Linked DNA regions of Mus musculus: all the other regions are linked to region 4. A link is a contact called in public promoter capture Hi-C data. All regions are on one chromosome and are shown on one strand. The core of a region is the stretch at or near the end of the contact, and the rest is flanking DNA. Distances in the headings are between cores, read along the strand shown. Region 1 holds the start of E130304I02Rik (RIKEN cDNA E130304I02 gene). Region 2 overlaps Zfp507 (zinc finger protein 507). Region 3 holds the start of Rhpn2 (rhophilin, Rho GTPase binding protein 2). Region 4 holds the start of Uri1 (URI1, prefoldin-like chaperone).

What was found. Promoter capture Hi-C pulls out the DNA fragments that hold promoters and counts their contacts.
Region 1: a contact with region 4 is called in a promoter capture Hi-C map of liver, with 4 times the contacts expected there. The contact joins the promoter of E130304I02Rik here to the promoter of Uri1 in region 4. A contact is called at or near these places in 14 of 39 promoter capture datasets (the 3T3-L1 cell line, 3T3-L1-derived adipocytes, the C10 cell line and 7 more), 4 of 115 datasets of contacts at active chromatin or transcription factors (astrocytes, embryonic forebrain, embryonic stem cells and 1 more) and 1 of 9 other capture datasets (adipose tissue).
Region 2: a promoter capture Hi-C map of hippocampal neurons shows a contact between it and region 4, with 8 times the contacts expected there. The contact joins the enhancer-like site here to the promoter of Uri1 in region 4. A contact is called at or near these places in 6 of 39 promoter capture datasets (the C10 cell line, cranial neural crest, embryonic stem cells and 3 more), 2 of 115 datasets of contacts at active chromatin or transcription factors (embryonic stem cells and large pre-B cells) and 1 of 9 other capture datasets (liver).
Region 3: a promoter capture Hi-C map of pre-B cells shows a contact between it and region 4, with 3 times the contacts expected there. The contact joins the promoter of Rhpn2 here to the promoter of Uri1 in region 4. A contact is called at or near these places in 6 of 39 promoter capture datasets (cranial neural crest, hematopoietic stem and progenitor cells, hippocampal neurons and 3 more), 1 of 484 Hi-C or Micro-C datasets (CD4 T cells), 1 of 115 datasets of contacts at active chromatin or transcription factors (extraembryonic endoderm stem cells) and 1 of 9 other capture datasets (liver).

What each region holds. Positions count from the first base shown.
Region 1 is chr7:35,801,209-35,803,908 of GRCm38.p6, forward strand. E130304I02Rik (RIKEN cDNA E130304I02 gene) reads left to right here and starts at 1,384. Exons shown (of 3, transcript NR_033567.1): 1 at 1,384-1,813. Zfp507 (zinc finger protein 507) reads right to left here and starts at 1,781. Exons shown (of 7, transcript NM_177739.3): 1 at 1,626-1,781; 2 at 230-320.
Region 2 is chr7:35,771,280-35,773,979 of GRCm38.p6, forward strand. Zfp507 (zinc finger protein 507) reads right to left here. Exons shown (of 7, transcript NM_177739.3): 7 at 1,067-2,700. Among named protein-coding and RNA genes, the nearest start is that of Dpy19l3, 18 kb to the left of the region's middle. Within about 2 kb of position 1,257, at least 3 of the 459 cell types and tissues checked have an H3K27ac peak or open chromatin away from gene starts, as enhancers often do. A contact at or near this core is called in hippocampal neurons, where this site is marked.
Region 3 is chr7:35,332,927-35,335,626 of GRCm38.p6, forward strand. Rhpn2 (rhophilin, Rho GTPase binding protein 2) reads left to right here and starts at 1,311. Exons shown (of 15, transcript NM_027897.4): 1 at 1,311-1,485. The coding sequence starts at 1,417.
Region 4 is chr7:38,018,263-38,020,966 of GRCm38.p6, forward strand. Uri1 (URI1, prefoldin-like chaperone) reads right to left here and starts at 1,290. Exons shown (of 11, transcript NM_011274.5): 1 at 848-1,290. The coding sequence starts at 958.

The DNA.
Region 1 (2,700 bases), core at 134-2,633, 2.2 Mb before region 4:
ACCTCTGAGGCTCACAGACGTGAAACAGTGCCTGGCTTCAGAACTCAAACCACGCTTTCCCTAGTATACCGATTTCCCTTTCCATGCTCAAGGTGAGCATGATCAAGTAACAGCACCGGATGGATGCTAGGCAGCAGCAAACAGCTTCGTTTGCTCAGAGTTCTGTGGGTCCAGTCACAGTGGTGGCGGTTTATAAATAAGGCATCTCAGTGAGATGTAAGTGACTTACCCAAGGTTACATGGCTGTTAGTGGCAGAGCCAGTGTCTTTCCAATCAATTTCTGAAACAGATAGTCTCCTGGATCGATATTCACAATCCAGCTGTGGCCAAGAAGGAAATAAACACCATCAAACACGTCTCTCCATTGGCGGGCGAAACACAGTAACTTATTTCGGCAGTGAAGAAACTTCCAATACTTAACATTGAAAAGAAATTTCGGAAAGCTGTTCATGCAATGTAATTGTGTGAGGCAAATTTACATAATTTACTTAACAAGTAGAGGATTTTGCAGAAGCTAAAACAAATCAGCCTGGAAAACTTCTAACAATTGTATATTTTAAACCTCCCCCTCCATGTAAGTAATTCACTCAGCAAACTACTGCTTTTACTGACATAATTTTCTAACCAATATGGAATAATAAATGACATATTGCTATTCTAACTTTAACCGAAATTACAGCCTAAGGGGTGATTATGTAAATTAGTCAAACACAGTGGGCAGAAGAGTACCATGAAAAGATGCGACAACGTGGCTTGACCTATATATTCTCCAAAGCAGTTTCCTGCCCTGGTCCTCCTTTTTTTTTTTGGCTACTGTTTTCCTATTGTTGCTTTAAAGTAGGCTTATTCGGTTCCCTTAGAAAGTAACTTAGCGATTACAGTTAAGTAAAATTAGTACACCGCTAGGGCATCCTCCGAGTTTCCAGAGTTACCATGGTAAAGGAATGAAGGGTCAAACTTTCTCTTTTTAATCAATATAGCAATCCATACACAGAATCAGACCAGTAGAGTAGAAAGTACAAACTCAGACAGAAAAGGGGGTAAATCCAGTAATTGCCTTGGGCCATGTAGACTGAAAGCAAATTCCTGTCCACTGTCAGCAACCTTTGGTGGGGGTGGCTGCCTGGACCTAATTAATCACCCAGGCCTCGGACTCCAAACAACGATCGGGATGCCCCAGGTCTGGAAAGGTGGGCACTTTCACCAATGGTCTCAGCGATCTCTGGAAAGATCAGTCAATCCCAGAGGATGTGTACGTGTGGGAGGCCACGATTGCTATTTTTCGTTTGCGCTGGCATTTCCTACACCACGCAGTGCTTAAAGGACGGGGGATTAAAGAAACTTAAGCTCCATCCTGGCTGGCCTAAGCGCTTTCACGTCTCCAGAAGGCAAAGGCGCTTCAGCGGGACCTGGGGAGCAACGGGACCCCCACCCCCAGCGGCACGGCGGGCCCGGGGTCTCCACAGGCCCGACAGAGGGACGACAGTACACACAGGGCCCTGGAGCTCAGGCTCGGGTGCGTGGCAGTGCCGCGGGCGTCACCGGCGAGGAGGAAGCGGGCGTCACCAGCGAGGCCGCACATGGCCGGCGGCGCTCAAGCGGAGGGGCGGCCCGGGGCGCGGTACCTGCGGTCGGGCGGCGGGCTGCTGCTCCTGCGAGCCTCCTTTGGCCGGCCGGGACCCCACCGTACCCTCGCCCTCGTCCGCCTCGCTCCCGACTCCTTTCCCTCTCTTTCCCCCTTTTTGCCCCTTCCTCGGCCGTGGCTCCAAGATGGCGGCGCCGAGACAGATCACGTGAGCGGCGAGCCGGTCAGGTGAGCCTGGAGGCGCGCGGCGTGGGCGGGGCTGTGGTGGGGTGGAGCCACCACAGACCACGCCCTCTGGCAGAAAGGGCCTTAAGGCTCTGGGCAGATGCTGTGGCCATCCAGGTCCTGTCAGAGCTGGTGTTGGTCTAGAACTCAGTTGATATCCACTGTGGCCTCAACCTGCTGGGGCATTCTTCATCCCCTCATTTACCCCATCGTTCTTTACATCCTTGTGCTTGTGAATCTGGCTGGACTTTTTTTTTTTTTTTTTTTTTTAAAGTTTATCGAGGGCTGGAGCGATGGCTGGAGTGATGGCTGGAGCGAGGGTTGGAGCGATGGCTCCGTGGTTGCTCTTATAGAGGACACAGGTTTGGTTTCCAGCACTCATACAGTGGCTCACAACCATGTGTAACTCCACTTCCAGGGACTCAGAAGCTCTGGCCTTCTTCTGACCTCCACAGACTCCAGACACACACATGGTGCTCAGGTATACAGATAAGTAAGCCATTCACACACACAAAATATTATCTACGTATTTATTTATTGTTATTTGTGGAGACTTGTGGTCAGAGGAGAATTTTCAGGAGTCTGTTCTTTCCTTCCATGGTATGGGTTCTGATATTGAACTCAAACCTTCAGACTTGGCAGCGAGTACCTTTACCCATTGAACCACATACCTCCTAGATAAATGCTCTTCCACTGAGCTATTGAGTTTCCTGAAACAACTCATCCTGGCTTCTAATTCCTTATGTAGTTAGCCCAGGCAGACATTTGAAGTTGTGAACCTCCTGCCTCAGCCCTCCAGGGTAGCTTGGGAGAGTAGATGTGTCTCCACCATACCAGGCTCTAATTGGAGCTATTATTTTTTTCAGGCATCGTATGCTGAAAAATGTAGA
Region 2 (2,700 bases), core at 7-2,506, 2.2 Mb before region 4:
GTAAGTCTTATGTTTTTATCTTGTCACCTGTCTGCCTGCCCCTCCTCACTGAGCTATCCACCATGATATCCTAGCCACTATGAGCTCTCTATCTGCTTTGCATGTTCCCACCATAAGATCCTGCCTCACTGCAGATGATCTTGGCTAGAAGCTTCTGAAACCATGAGCCAAGTCAACCTAAGAGGGTTTTATTTTGGTTTGGTTTTGTTAAAGGTATTTTGCTATAGAAACGAAAAGCTAACACAAAGTGAAATGACTTTAACATGTTTTATTTAACTCAATATAGCCAAGCTATTTTAACACGTTGCCAACATATAAAGCTATTGGGATGCTTTACGTTCCTTTTTGTACTCAATTTTTGCAACTGTTCTGTTTTACCCTCAGAACACAAGTCCCATCTCCAGTGCTCAGTAGTCATGTGGCTATGGCTGTCATATGGGACCCCATGATCTGGATCTAGGTCCCCCCCTGCTCTGACTTATACTCCTAGCTTGTCATGGCACAGTGTTGAGATCTGGTCCTTGAGAGAAGAGATAGGACCACATCACCCTACAGAGAACAGTCCAAGAGGCTGTAGCTATCAAGGAGAATTCTTTGTTTTGAGTCACTTCCAGCTGGGAGGGCCTGGGATCCTAGGGCACGAACTGGGGGAAGCAAACCCAGTGCTGTAGTCATTAGAGCACCTGTGGCCTCTGCAAGGAATCGACTGTAAGAGATTGTTTGGTGATAGGCTACGAGAGGATCGAAGTATGAGGAGCGTTGTAGTCGGTGGCCTTCAGCAGTTCTAATTACAGGAAGGGAGCCGGCACCCCCAGCTCAGCACTGGAAGCATCGCCATGTCTGCTGTGGAAGCTAAAGGGCTGTTGAACAGGGGAGAAGGCCCAGAGCCCATGCTTGTGAAACGCAGCCCTGGTGCGCCAGGGCTACCTCAGCAACTTAACAGAGCCTAACAGTAAACCCCAACCAGCTCCCGGGAAGCTTTCAGTGGCTTAAATGCAAGTTTCTAACTCAACAAACCCAAGACAGGAATACACGCAGACAGCTAAGGAAACTTAGAAACAAGTGGTTTTTTAACAAAAAAAATTTATTACCAAAATACAATATTTAAGTCAATACATGGCAAACTCCTGTAAAGCAAAATAAATTACTCTAATTTTGGACAGTTCTTCTGAAAATTAAGAGGTGCCAGCCAGAGAGCTTGCTGCACTCACTCTTCTAACCAGGCGGCCTGTGCTGCCACAAACACGGTTTGCAGCGTGATGGGTGGGCGGGCAACAGAATGTCACCAAACGCCAATCATCCAGTTTTAATGAATCAGCGTCAGAATCAATCATTGCTTTTTTACATGGCGTTCCAGAAGTTTCTCTACTTGGGCTACAGAAGCAAAGCCATAGTGTTACACAATACTTATTTCTTTAAAAAAAAAATACATGTCTTTACGCCCATGAATGTCAAACTCAAGTTTCTATTAAATATATTTATAGACTATTACTTTGAGCACCTTGCTGCACAATTGAAAACCTGATTAAATAAGTGCTTATGAAACTGAGACCAGAGACACCTGCTCATCTTTGTCAAGCCAACTACGCTGCAGAGATGCGATGTAAACATGATGCTCACATTTGTTTTGTGAGGAAAAGAACAGTAATTACAAAGCCACCGATGGTAACCTCGAACAGGGGACTGAGCGGTCCAGGGCAGAAGCTTCAGCCGGTATCGATCGCTGCGTGTGGTCAAGCCACAGATAAAGTGAACAGGCACATGGCTGACAGGCCAGTGAGGGCATCTGCCAGAGTCCTGTGATCACAGCAAGGGACAAAATGATATTTATAAAGGTCACAACTGGCACCTCTCTCTCCATCTAATGTTTACTGAACACAGTAATTTTAAAGCAGTATTCCCCATTTGCTCTTAGAAGCGCAGGTGGTCAGAGCAAGAGACAAAAATCAGGGTTTCCCATGCCAAAGCTTAGAGCAGTGGTCAGGATACTCCTCTGAGCAGTGACCCTGACCGGGTAAGAGTCTCCCCAGCAATGACAACCATACATACATGCTTGTGTTACTCAGAATCTTGCTTCGTGGTAGAGCCTTGCTGTAAATGCTATCAGGACATGCAGGGCCCAGGCCCAAGGGCTCATATGAACGCACGACAGAGCGGAGGCTCTGAACCTTTGGGTTATTACATTTCCCCGTGGGTGGGGGAAGGCTTGCACTCATGCTTGCTATCATGTGGTCTGAAGGGACGTGGAAGCATCTTCTGAAGAGCCAGCCGCCCTGCTGAAATGGTAGGGGGTTTGGGTGATTACTATTTTTTAACCAATTGTGGAAAATTAAAGCCACAGAAAATTCACTGAAGGCTATTATTGGTTAGACTAACAGCAAAATGAAAACCAGACCCAGTAGGCACAATAGCAATGGGTGATAAAAATGGAAACATGAATTTTTTTTGCATTTGGCATTAAATATAAATATTTGAATTGTGAAAATATGAGAAAATTCATCTAAGTCCATATAGAATAAATTTAGGGAAATTGAATTAGTATCTATAAATCCATTTTCTTATTAAAATCCATATAACAGAAATGAATTAACCTTCACAGATAAATTAAGCCTATCTTGGCAGGTGTGATGGCTACTGCCGTTAATCCCAGCACTTGGGAGGCTGAGGCCAGCCTGGTCTTCATGAGCTCTAGGTCAGCCA
Region 3 (2,700 bases), core at 61-2,560, 2.7 Mb before region 4:
CAGCCATACTAACACCATTTTTGTTGTTTGTTTTTGTTTTTCGAGACAAGGATTCTCTGTGTAGCCTTGGCTCTGAGACCCGCTTGTCTCTGCCTCCTGAGTCCTGAAATTAAACGCCCCTGGCCCCTAAAACACTTCTTAAAGAGCATGAAAACGGTTGGTTAGTTTTGAAAGCCGAATCTGAGGTTTACACTGCGACCCACAGACCTCCAAAGGCAGAAGACAAAGGTGTTTTTTGGTGGTGGTGGCGGCGGTGAGGAAGGAGTCTACAGGCTGGGGGCTCTAGGCTCCTGCAGATGTAGCCCGATGTGCTACCAATATCCGACGCCAGTTTACCTACTCTCCAGTAGGAGGTTCCGCGAACCCCGAGCCTAAGGAACCCCCTGCTACTCCTGTACTAACCACATCGATACCTATAACACGAGACCAGCCAGAGAAAAAATCACTTGGGCTTGAGAACTGAGAAAACCGAGTTTGGGAACTCTGGCATCCTTAAAGACACCTGCAGAATTCCTGTGCACAAAGCCTGCTCAGTAGGTGGCCCCCTCTCCCGACGACTTCTGCTACCCAAGCGCTCGGAGGCCTCCTCTCCTGCAAACAGCTTTCCGTCCTTCCTGGCCAGAGCCTTTAAAAGCTTCCGAGCAGCGAATGAACTGGTCATGAATGTCCGCGTCCCTGAGTGGGAAAGCAAACGTATTTAGTTCTCTGCATTTACTATTCCTAGGGCTCCAGAGAAAGGGCGAATTTGGGTTTCGCTACGTTTGCTGAAACCCCGATCCCGCTGGCTGCGCCACCTTAACGCTCACAAGGTAGTGAGCTGTGAACAACACTCAGATTAAGATCGAAGGCTCAGCAAGAGCTCCATTCTAGACTCGCGGCAGACAGCACTTAACACTTGCATGGGGCAGGGGCGCGGTCTATACAATCAAGGGCAGGGCTTCAGGGCTCTGGCTTCAGCCTCGGGCGGGGCTGGAGGAGGACCGTGCGTGTTGTGGGCGGGGCCTTAGTTGAGCGGGGCGAGGCTACAGAGTTAGGTATCCGCCTCCGGTAGGACTGGATGGTGGAGGGGCGGGGCCTAGGCGAGATGGGGCGTGGCTCCAGAGATCAGGGGTGGGGCTCACTCTGGGATGCAGGAGGACTGCAAATGCGGGGGGCGGAACTGTAGGGCTTGGGATTCGCCTCTTGGGAGGCTGAAGGCGGGGCCTAGGTGGCAGAACTGAGTTCCAGGCTCGGGATCTGCCTAGGTCCAGGTCTTGCTAAGAGGGGCGGAGCTCCAGATATCTGGCGCTCTAGGGCTCGGGCGGGGCGGCAGGGCGGCTGGCTGGTCGGGGCGGGAGCGGGGGCGGGTCCCGGCGCCTCCTGGGGCCCTTAGTAGCCACTGCACCTCAGTTCACCCTGGACTCCCGCGCTGCCAGCATGACCGATACGCTGCTACCCGCGGCTCCCCAGCCGCTGGAGAAAGAGGGTGACGACTACTTTCGAAAGGTGAGTGGCGAGTCAACAGACCCTCTCTCTCTGTCCTGGCAAACTGCGGAGCGTGCTGAAGGGGCTTGAGGCGGGGGTCGGCTTGGACTGGAGGGGGAGGGGAAGGAGAAGGGAGAGACCCGCAGAGTTGGTGCGGGCCGAAGGGCGGAGAAGGGGGGTCGAAAGGGGATTGATTGCGCGGGGCTTGGAGCCCCGAGCAGATGGCAGCCGGGCTGGGGCGTGCAGGTGCACAGGCAAGCCACACGCAGGTGGGAACCTGGGGAGGTGATCCGGATGGCCCTGCCAGGCTTCTCGCGCTGGTGGGGAAAGGACCAGCTCCTGGCCACGCTGGCGAGCTCGGTCGGTCCCTCTGCACTTATACCGCAGCTCAGTTTCCACCCGAGCGCTTAGCCATGGTGCATCTGGAGGGCGAGTTTTGCTCTTTTGCCTCCCAAGTGCTTTCAGCGTTGGCCCCCTTCGACTTCTTGGTAAGGGAGAGTGGATGCTGCAAGGGGACCTCGGGCGTGCCCCTTCGTTTGTCCTCGCCCAAGAGAGCCAGAGAACCGGAGTCTCACTCTTCCAAAGTGGATTTATCTGTATTTGGTTGTCCGAGAGACCGAGAGGGCGAGACTGGACTCTGCGCGCTTGGCACGTCTTGGCGCTCCTGGGCAATTAATGCGACTGCCTTTCGCCCTGGAACTCAGTTCCTCAAAAGCGACCCCATTAGGCGCCCACAGCGGTGCTGGGATTGCCCAACAGCTGCTGGCTTTCAAAGGCACTTTAGAGGTGCGAATCACTGTGACAGACTCCTCACCTTCCTCTTGGGTCCCTAGAGAGTCTAAAAATAGCTTTTGGACTTTGGCCAAGGATCACCTGGTGGGTTGAGAGATTGTCGTGGATATTTTTCTAACTGATACGATCGAAGGCGCAGCGAGCAGTCATGAATAGGGAAGTGAAACTGCTTCCCACAGAGCAATCAATTCTTAATTGTTCGTAAATGGGCTTGGCAGCTTCCTTCTCCCGCGGGACTCTGGCATCTTAAAGAACTTTTGCTCACACGTGAAGTAGTAATAGAAAAGAGGGAAATCTGGAGACAGGTGGGGACAGTGGGCAATTTTTAAAGTTCCTTTTGGCATTTAAAAAAGTTTTAAAGTATATTTAAGTTGAAAGATGTCATCATGGAATTACAGGATTATAACTTCTAATTATGTGTGGCATTTGGGCCAGAGGATCACA
Region 4 (2,704 bases), core at 40-2,539:
AGGACATGTGACGTTTAAGCAAATTAAATGTCGCTTTTCAAAGAATTTCAAGGCACGTCAGGAGAATCAACTTGAAAACCTACAGAATCCACAGGACAATTTCACATTTAACAATCGAGCTGTAGTTCTTAACTACATAACATTTCCTTATAAAAAAAAATATATAATAATTCCCATTCGGAGATTCTAAGCATTCTCCTCTCCTCTGGTAGATCAAAAAAAAAAAAAAAAAGTGGGGAAAGCCTTGTTTAATAAAGGCTTGAAGTTAAAATTTAACAAAGGCCTTCTCTCTTGTCGACTACTAAACCTAAGAGCTGGATTGCACAGGAAGTGCATCATCACCAACGTAGTCAAACTTGGACGCTCAATCAAATAAGGATATCTCGTGTGTGTGTGTGTGTGTGTGTGTGTGTGTGTGTGTGTGTGTGTGCGCACGCGCGCATTGTACCAACGTTTAGATAATAAATAGCTAAGGGGTAAAAAGAGTGACCACTTCTGTTCACAGTGTAATCCCCGAACCAAAAAGGAAAAAAAAAAAAACACGTATTTTTATTTAGTCCCAACAATTGCTCTCTCAGTTCAGGGTCAACCGATTATCCTATCCCCTGCATCCTCTGTATTCCCCACATCCCCGCATCCCTTCCGGGGAAGGTCAAAGGGCCACCGACAAAAGACAACAAATGCACGTGACAAAAGTTTCTCCCGTGGTCCCCGCGGCCCGAGGCTGCGCAGCTCGCGCGTGGGGATCTCGGTTTCACGCAGAGGGCTGGCCGCATTAGAGGTTGCTCAGAGTGTCGCGGCCACATGCGGAAGCCGGCCAGGGCCGGAACCAAGCGCGGCCTGTTACCTTTTCCTGCTCCTCGCGAAGCCGCGCCACCTCTGGTGCGCGCAGCGGAGCGGCGGCTGAGGCCTCTGCAAGGGGCTGGGGCTCGGGCTCGGGTTCGGACGGGGGCTCCATGCCCGGCGCCGCAGCCTCAGCGAGGCGAACAAGTCCTAAACAAGTGTTTATGGAGACGGCGTGGCCGGCGGATGCCCAGCGCCCGCGCGCTCGCCCTCATGCACTGCACGCCTCTCTCTGAAGAGGCCGCGCTCACTTTCGCCGCTGCCCCGGGGGCCGCCGCTCGCGTCCGGGCTACCCGCGGCCGCATCTCACACGCGCATACCGCCGCCGCCGCCGCCGCCGCCGCCTCGGAGCAGCAGGCCCTACACCAGGCGCGCCACGCTCTTCTCCCGCAACCGGGCCCAGCTTAGCGTCCCGCGACTGCCGCGCCTCCGCGCACGCCCCGCCCCTCGCCCCGCCCGCGCAGCACGCCGGGAAGCTCTCAAGCTCCGCCCTAGGGGGCGGGGCTATGGCGGGGACAGGGCCTCCGGGTGGGGTGGAGGCTGAGCCGCTCAGGACCCCTGCACAGGATGAGAGGCGGCGGGATAGTGGGTCCCAATTCGCTTGGCGCTGCCTGTGGTGGTAGGAACTTAATATGAGCACTGAGACTGTTTCATAAGCTCATTTAATTTTATCAAATTCAGCTGTTTCCCATGCCTTTTAATGAACTAATGTGGTTTAATGAGCTAAAATGCACAATATACAACTATATTTTTGCGTATGTATTAATTACTGTACACATTACAATTTTCCTTACATATATTAAGCTGCAGTATTAATATTACTATGTTACTACGTATGCACTGTGTAGCACATTTTTCAACAACAGCTGCTGCCCTATCCCATGTATTTTATAATTCTGGTGTTTTGTTTAACAGTGGGGACCAAATGCATGGCTTTGGACTTGCTAGACAAGCACTCTACCAACTGAGCTAAATCCCCATCCCTGTTCCACTCAGTATTTTAAAAATTGGAAGCTGGAGCAGGGAGCACACCTTTAATCCCCAACAGTTTGAAGGCAGAGGCAGGAGGGTATCTGTGAGTTTGAAGCCAGCCTGGTCCACATAGCAAGTTCCAGGCCAGCCTGAGCTGAATAAATCTCTTGGACTCACTTCCTCCCCCTAGCCCTTTGTGCAGCCTCTGTTTGTGGCAGTCCTCTAGTCTACCTTGTGGCCTTGTCCTAACTCTATCCCAAGCCCGGACAATAGGCATAGATCCTATTACCTCAGTATTGTGTGTATAGGAACAGGCTGGCAGGCACCTGCAGAATTCTGGCCCTCTGTGGGTCTGTTTGCCCCTATCTTCCACTTCTGTTCCAGCTCCCAAGTCCACATCCATCCTTTGATCACTTGCATCAAGAAAGAAAAAGCAGGGACGATTGGGGAAGATGGTAAATATGAATTTCTCTCCCTGCAGATGCAGCAACCTCTGAAACACAGTCAAACTCTGAGCACTCATCTTGCCTCCCGCCAATAGCAGCATCCCTGACTCCTAGGGCACCGCAGAAGCTACTTCTCTAGTGCTGGGCTTTGAATATGAACTGACCCCATGTGTTTCAATACTTGGTCCCTAACAGGTAGTACTAATTTGGAAGGATACTTAAAAATTAGGATGTACCAGGCAGTGGTGGCTCACACCTTTAATCCCAGAATCTGGAAGGCAGAGGCAGGCAGATCTCTGAGTTTGAGGCCAGCCTGGTCTACAGAGTGAGTTCCAGGACATCCAAGGCTACACAAAAAAACCCTGTCTTGAAAAGTGAGGGGGTGGGGAATTTAGTATGTCGTTTAGAATGTAGAACCTAAGTGGAGGAAGTCGGTCAGTGGG